2 separate regions of the Xenopus laevis genome follow, and region 1 is linked to region 2. A link is a contact called in public Hi-C data. All regions are on one chromosome and are shown on one strand. The core of a region is the stretch at or near the end of the contact, and the rest is flanking DNA. Distances in the headings are between cores, read along the strand shown.

Region 1 (3,776 bases), core at 751-3,250, 93 kb before region 2:
AATCTCTGGGGGGGGGGGGGCCTAACATTTGGAACCCACCGGTGATTATAATTTTCCTTCCCCTTTAAATTGAGAGTACTCACTACAGGAACATAACAGTACATTATACTACTGCCCCATGAAAGAAGGATCAGTCTGCAATACAAAAAAGTTATTTGATTCCGTGAGGATGTCAAAAAATTGGTACCCACCCAGCACTAAGCTGTGCCAGTTCAAACAACTAATTGTGGTGCGCACAAAGAATTTTGTGTGAATATATAATTTTGAATCACACACTTCTCTTTGCATACAAAGATTTTAAAGGGGAGCACATGGTTTTAAAAAATAGAGCACAAATGAACATTTTTTTGTACATGGTTAAAAAAACACTACTGGGAACACTGACACCCAGAGATTCTGGCTTTCCTTGCCTTTAAGCTATTACAGTTGTGGTTCTACAACAGTAGTGAGTTTTTTGCTTATATGGAGAGATGGCAATGCTGTTCTTTGTTATTGTCCTTTTTTATACTGTGCCAACATATTCTGCAGCTCTTTACAGAGATTATACATCATTCACCTCAGTCCTTGTCACCTTTTCTGGAAAAAAATACTGGTCTTCCTATATTTTTGTGGTTTTTCCCTATAAATAACATTGGCATCAAGCAACATTTTTTTTATTAAAGATTTTATTTATGCTTTTAACTTTATAAAGTGGATAGAAACAACAAATAAGCACCATCAAATTCTACATTAGTCAAGACTGTAGAAATTGTTCACATAAAGATTATAGTAGTATCAATTTACAAATATAACTCAGTGGGCGCTTTTGTTTTATCAGTTACCAATTTTGGGGCCAATTAGTTTCCCTACTCAGGGATTTAATTCTCCCATACATGACTAATTCATTTGTTCCTCTGGATTCGCCTCCAACCACGGGGTCCAGACTTTATCAAATTTCTGCGGGCATCCTCTTCCCTCATTTGTAAGCTTCATCAATGGAAGCGTTTTGTTAATCATTTTTCGCCATGCCAGTACTGTGGGGAATTGGGGCGCCATCCATTTAATCATTCTTTGCGTAAAATAGTAGCACCCTAATTAACGATCAGGTGTTATTGAGAGGCAGTAGATCGTCGACTAGTCCAAGGAGACATACTTCCGGGGTACAGGGGCCTTGGAAGGCTAGTTCATCAGACATATATTTCACTATGGCTACCCAGAATTTATTAACTTGCGAGCAAGTCCTGGTCATATGGAAAAATGCGGCCTCCCCCCCATCCCACACTCAAGCAACATTTTTACTGTCCAGGCCAGTAAATTACCGGCCAGGCCAGTAAATTACCGTCCAGGCCAGTAAAATACCGGCCAGGTGGCAACCCTATCCTTGTCCCTATAAATTCCTATCGCATTCACACACACAGTAGGGCCAGTTTTATCATAACACATGCCAGCATATTATTCTGTAATGCTTTACCAACATGGAAGAAATTATATTTAATTAGTTACGTAAGGCCAAAAACTGCCTAAATTGTTGTAAGTGATGATTAATTTTTGAATTTACTACAGATTCGGAAGGTCAGTTTGTGCCTCACAGAACAATAGTGCATATTCTGTGGTGATTTTAGATTAAAGAATTTTTCCTAGAGCGACTACATGAGGAAAATGCCAACAGCCTCACAGAGTTTATATATAATGGACGTAGCTGCACAATGACTGAAACTAAAGCAGCCTAGCATCCAAGTCCTTGTGCCAGGAGAAACCTCTGGCAGACAGTAGGTGAGTATGTGAGAGAGATGCTATGCATACCTACTGGCTGCAGTCTGAGGAGCATGCTATAGAGTAAACAAAGGAGAGGTTATTAGAGGTTAAGTGCAGTGCATTTCTCAGAGTGAGCAGCCAGCACCACACTGGGAGGATAATTTACACAGCATGAACCTACTGGCCTAATTCTGGCTGAGGTAGAGGGATAGGGTGGGGTGGGAGGAAATTGCGAGCACCCACACGTCACTAGTTCTTCTCTGAGCAGAGGTCACAATGAGGACATCTTTGTTTACTAAAGAAGGGAAACCCATGAACAACCCCCTCCCTTCCTCTGCTTGGGATTCCCTGTTGGCTTCTGGACAGATTCTGTGACATCACCTGTCAGCTAATAATAGCAAAATCAGCCTGTTTCATGCCTGCAAAGATTAATGGTTTTTGTAAGCTCACTGATTAGGGCCAGGCTCTCAGCTACGCTTTCATTGGCCTCTTTTATTTCCTTTTCTCAATACCTACTGAGTGGAATTCCCTTCCATGACTGGGCATATAATATACATCTGAAGCAAGGCTGTTATTTGTATTGGAAAATACTATGGCGTTTAGCACATGTAAAATGTAAAGATTTACTGTTTTTTTTTCACATTTGTACAGGAACTGTAAATACTGGGGACTCCCATGTGCGCTTGGCAAGAAGCACATTGTACAGAAATGTTGGATGCTCCACTTTTTGTGTTCCAGGGGCCATGTGGAGTTTCTTACTAAGCGCAAAACTTTATATTTAAAGGAGAAGGAAAGTCGTTCACCACTTGGGGTTGCCAAATGTTAGGCACCCCCAAGTGAATGTATTTACTAACCTGAAACCTGATAGGGCGGTGCTCCTATCAGCAGAAAACTGCACTGGCCCGGGGTTATTCCAGCGAGCACCACGGAGCGATTCTCTTCCGGCTTCTTCTTTCATCAAATTTCCTGGGGCAGACTCGTGCAGTGGAATGAAAAAGCCAAATTTTTAGTTCAAGTTCGGCTTTTTACTCTAATGCGCATGTGCTGCCATGAGAAGAAAGAAGAAGCTGGAAGAGGATCGCTCCATGGTGCTCATTGGAATAACCCCGAGCCGGTGCAGTTTTCTGCTGATAGGAGCACCAGCCCGAGGTTTCAGGTAAGAACATACATTCACTTGGGGGTGCCTAACATTTGGCACCCCAAGTGGTCAACAACTTTACTTCTCTATTAAAAAAAATATTTCTATGGCAAAGATTAGTAAACGTAGGACTAAATAGAATTTTCAGCCAACACCAAAATATATGATTTTATTCCAACTGTGATGGCATTATAAACATGCAAAATAAATACAGTTATAGGGACCTGTTATCCAGAATGCTCAGGACCTGGGGTTTTCCGAAATAAGAATTTTTTTCTGTAATTTAGATCCTTATACCTTGAATCAGCTAAAAATCATTGAAACATTAAATAATTATATTAATTAATGAATTATATCTAAATTGGGATTATTACAGAGAAAAAGGAAATCATGTTTACAAGTACATTAGAGGACATTATAGACAAATAGCAGGGAAATTTTTTTCCTAGTAGCTAGGGTCCAAATTAAATGTAGAAAAGAAGTTGGGGAGCACCTCCCATCAAATGAGAAAAACAGAAGATGGTGTGCAGGGTCAAGTGGTAATTCAAGAGAGAACAAGAAAGAGAAAGAACTGACCCATGTATTTGCACCCTCCCATCAAGCATGTCCACAAGCTCGTATTTATACACCATTTAACTTAACTTTTATTACTGATAAATAAGATAAAAAAGTCCAGTGATAATTAAAACATGGTTAGGACCGGGGAGACGGATTAACTTGGGGTAGTGGGCTGATGGTAAAGATAAGTGGTAAATGTATGCTACTGGAGGTCACCCCAAAAAAACAGTTTAAACAGTATTCAGTAATAAATATGGGGGTAATCGGGGTAGTAGATTACATGCAATGTTATACAACACAAATCGCCCCTTAGAAGCACATAACCAAAAGGGTCAGTGGGGCCTAA
Region 2 (3,591 bases), core at 418-2,917:
GATTGCTTGCAATTACTGCTCTCTTTTTACCCTCATTTAATTTTTAATAGTTACATTTATGAAACTTCAACACTACCAAACAATTATAACACGTCAAAATCCAACTACAAACGAACACAACAGAACTAAATTGGATCTATTAATACAGCAGCACAATTTTCAGTCCCTGCTATAAACTCTTAGCTTACACTACTTACATCAAGCACACAGTTTTATTCTTACTTTTCCCTAGTACATAGGAGATCTGCAGTGCCTGTACTGTGGGAATGAGACCATGCTTGGAATAGACTGCCACCTAATGTTCTCTCATAATGGCACATGCAAAAACAGAAAAAAAATGTAAAGCTTAACTCTTTTGCTAACCTAATTCAACTATGTGATTCTGGTATATCGCATAGCAGTGAACATAAACAATGATGATAACTTTTTTATTTAGGTTACAGGTGCCTTCATTATAAAGGGAAACAATAACTAATACATTTTGCATAATAAAAGAAAATGCAATTCTAAGCAAATTTGCAATATACATTAAAAAGGAATTTGTTATAAAGGTGTTAGAGACTGTCTATTTATTTCTTTTCTCTGCACAGAGGCCCTTCTCCAGACCATGCAAGTCATTGTGGGAGCTGAAGCCTTGGGCTACAGGAGGGCTGGCTTCTGCTACAAATAACACTAATACCGTTGAAAATGTTTAATTCTTTTTTATCTGTCATTATGCAAACCATATTTTATTGCCATTGTTTGCTGGAGAGCCAGTTTAATGAAGTGCCTGCATCTGCCCGATACAGGATGCTTGCTTAACAATAGTTTGATAAATAAACTTAATAACACAGCAGATTAGTACTGTGTTACTGTCTTGATTCCCTTATGGTTTTATTAAAAAAAAAAAAAAAGACCTATAATGCCAAACAAATGCGTCAAATGCACACGAGTGAGCTATATCAAAAGTGACTATGAAACTAATGGGGGCAAAGTGTGTGCTGTGTAAGTGGCATCCTGCTCTCTGCTCCCACAGCTGCTCCAGAGCCTAGAAACCAGCCAGTATCAAGCAGCCGCCGTCCCACCATCCCCCACAGCCAGAGCTGCCAGGCCTAGTTTTGTCTGCTTCAGCAGTACATGTTCCTGCCCTCTTAGCTTCCTCTCTGCCGACTGCACCTCCTTAACAACACCCCCTCCTTCTACGTCTCTCTCATCCGCTTTCAGATTTCCACTCCTTTCACTTCTCTCTCATCTACTCAATTTAATTATACAAAGCAAGTTACAACTCATACAGATATGTGCTTAGAGGTGGGATAAAATCTAAATAAAATACACAAATCCCACAATATAATTTTCTTGTGCACAGAATTGATCTGTGAACAACCATCAAAGTAAAACGAAGCTGCACAACACCATGGCCTTAACTGATTGTATACAGAATAGGCGGCAGTGGTACAGTACCAAAAGCAAGACCTTGTGCAATGACAATCACATTCATTGCATTTCAAACATTTACATGAAGTAGCAAGAAGGCACACATGTACACAAAGTTATTTTCTGTGTGAGTTTGAGGCAGTGTCAAAACTGCACAATATGGTGGGGAGGGGGATCAGAAAGAAGAGCTACATGGTGGAACCGAGCTCCAGGCTGCCATTTGCATTGGCCTCTTCCTCTGAGGGGAGGGTGCTGCCATTTGCATTGGCCTCTTTCTCTGAGGAGAGGGTGCTGCCATTTGCATTGGCCTCTTCCTCTGAGGGGAGGGATTTTGCCCCCAGCACTGTGTCCTTCTGCACATTTATAAGGATTTTACAAAGGCACAGCTGTGCATGTTGGAGGGCCGGCTTGACGTGTTTTCTACTCAGGCAGCAGCTGCGGTTTCTGAGGAAACTGGGCTGATTTCCCCCCCCCCCTCCACCCCCAACTCTGTCAGGCTGAGAGATTTCTGTTCCCCTGACAGTTGACTTTGCGGGGGAGGGAGAAAAATAAAAGTGACATGAGGCTGGGGGGAGGAATAAAGAATAAAAATGAAGAAATGCTGAAGGAAAAAAAACTCCTCAAAGCACCTAGATAAATTTGAAGAAAACATTTTTTGTTACTTTCTACCAATAAAAAAGGGACAAGGCTCCTGTACACACCTTCATTTCTATCCTAGGGATAAAAGAAACAACCCCAAAACATAGAAAGATATAAATATTAATCTCAGCCCACCATTACGTGTTTGGTATAAAAACCACAGGGAAAAACAATGAATAGCGGCAATTGTGTTTGGAGAATATAGATTATCAGTAAATGGCTTGTCACAGTCTATTACTGTTATTATGATAGTGTGATTACCAATGTTGTCTATATGCAGGGGTTTGTTTTTACCCAGTGTCTCTATCTTTCACATGGTTTTTTCACCATTGCAGCCTCCTCTCCAAAACAGTCCTTGGCAACCAATAAAAATAGATAAGTTGTCACGCTGGTGAATGATTAACTCTGAAGCTGACATGCAGGCCAGCATGGAAAGAAGCGAAAGGGGGAGGAGAGAGAAACATTTACAGGCACACAGAGCGAGCACAGGAAAATGGGGCCCTTCTAGGGATGCTCCAGCTGTACGAAATTCAACAATGCAAAACCTTTGCTGTATCAGGTCTTAAAAAAACAAAGCATGTCAGTTAAAAAAAAAAAAATAAATAAGAAATAAAAATAAAATTTCTGTGAGCATATGCTGAAATGAGAAATCACCCACAGTGACAATTATCTACCCAGTTAAACTTTACCCTATGCCTCAACCTCATCATGATAGCTGGTGTCACTTGTGATAAAAACACCATGAAAAAATAGTATTTGTAATATTTAGTGCCATGAAGACTCTAGGCACATCAAAAATGTCAATTATATTTCAAGTATTTTAAGTAATTACGAATTTATAAACATTGTAATGGGTGGTGGCATACTTTTCAACTCAAATCCACCTACAATTACATTTGCATGCTACTAAATAATAAATTGTGTTTCAAAATTGTGTTTGAAAAAAGACTGACAAAAAACAAAAAAATTTACGGTGATACCTTAAGGGACCCACTAAACTGTTTGCGCCATATTGAACTCAGTACAATGTTGATGCAGTTTTATGATGTCTGTAAGTACAGGCAATGAGCAAACCCTGAGGGGGATTTTGGCTGCTAGGGTTATGCATGTTTTTTCCCATTGCTATCACAATCCTACTTGTAATACTTCATCCAGCATCTTGTCATGTGGCACTGTGACACTACAGAAGGGCTGTAGGAAGTGGTAAGAAAAGTTCAAAGTGTTCCATGATGTGTCATTGGTCACTTCCCCTTTACCACAAGTAGCCCTCTACTTGAGCTATCAAACAAAATACTTCAGAGTGTGTTCTTGGAAGCTGATTTAAAGTCCACCTAAGCTAGAATCCTGTCCCGGTTTGGTCAGTTAGGCCTGTTCCAGACCCCAACACCTGCACCCACCACCCTACTATACCTGCAGACCGCCTGCACAGTCAGGGAATGAAGGAATTTCTGCCTGAAACCCAACTGTTTTGTGGGTATTCCGGGGGTACCCAACCTGATCCAGGTGTCTAGCCAGAGCCACAGTGCTCTGCCACCACTG

What was found. A called contact is a pair of places that touch in the nucleus more often than the background predicts.
Region 1: a contact with region 2 is called in a Hi-C map of the XL177 cell line, with 2.1 times the contacts expected there. The contact joins two enhancer-like sites. A contact is called at or near these places in 2 of 4 Hi-C or Micro-C datasets (the XL177 cell line and the XTC cell line).

Annotation. Positions count from the first base shown.
Region 1 is chr5L:53,601,280-53,605,055 of Xenopus_laevis_v10.1, reverse strand. All of the region lies in intron 11 of arid1b.L (AT-rich interactive domain-containing protein 1B), which reads right to left. Among protein-coding and RNA genes, the nearest start is that of LOC121393668, 85 kb to the left of the region's middle. Within about 2 kb of position 2,000, at least 1 of the 7 cell types and tissues checked has an H3K27ac peak or open chromatin away from gene starts, as enhancers often do.
Region 2 is chr5L:53,508,562-53,512,152 of Xenopus_laevis_v10.1, reverse strand. The region is part of intron 1 of arid1b.L (AT-rich interactive domain-containing protein 1B); the gene reads right to left. Among protein-coding and RNA genes, the nearest start is that of LOC108716709, 120 kb to the right of the region's middle. Within about 2 kb of position 1,667, at least 5 of the 7 cell types and tissues checked have an H3K27ac peak or open chromatin away from gene starts, as enhancers often do.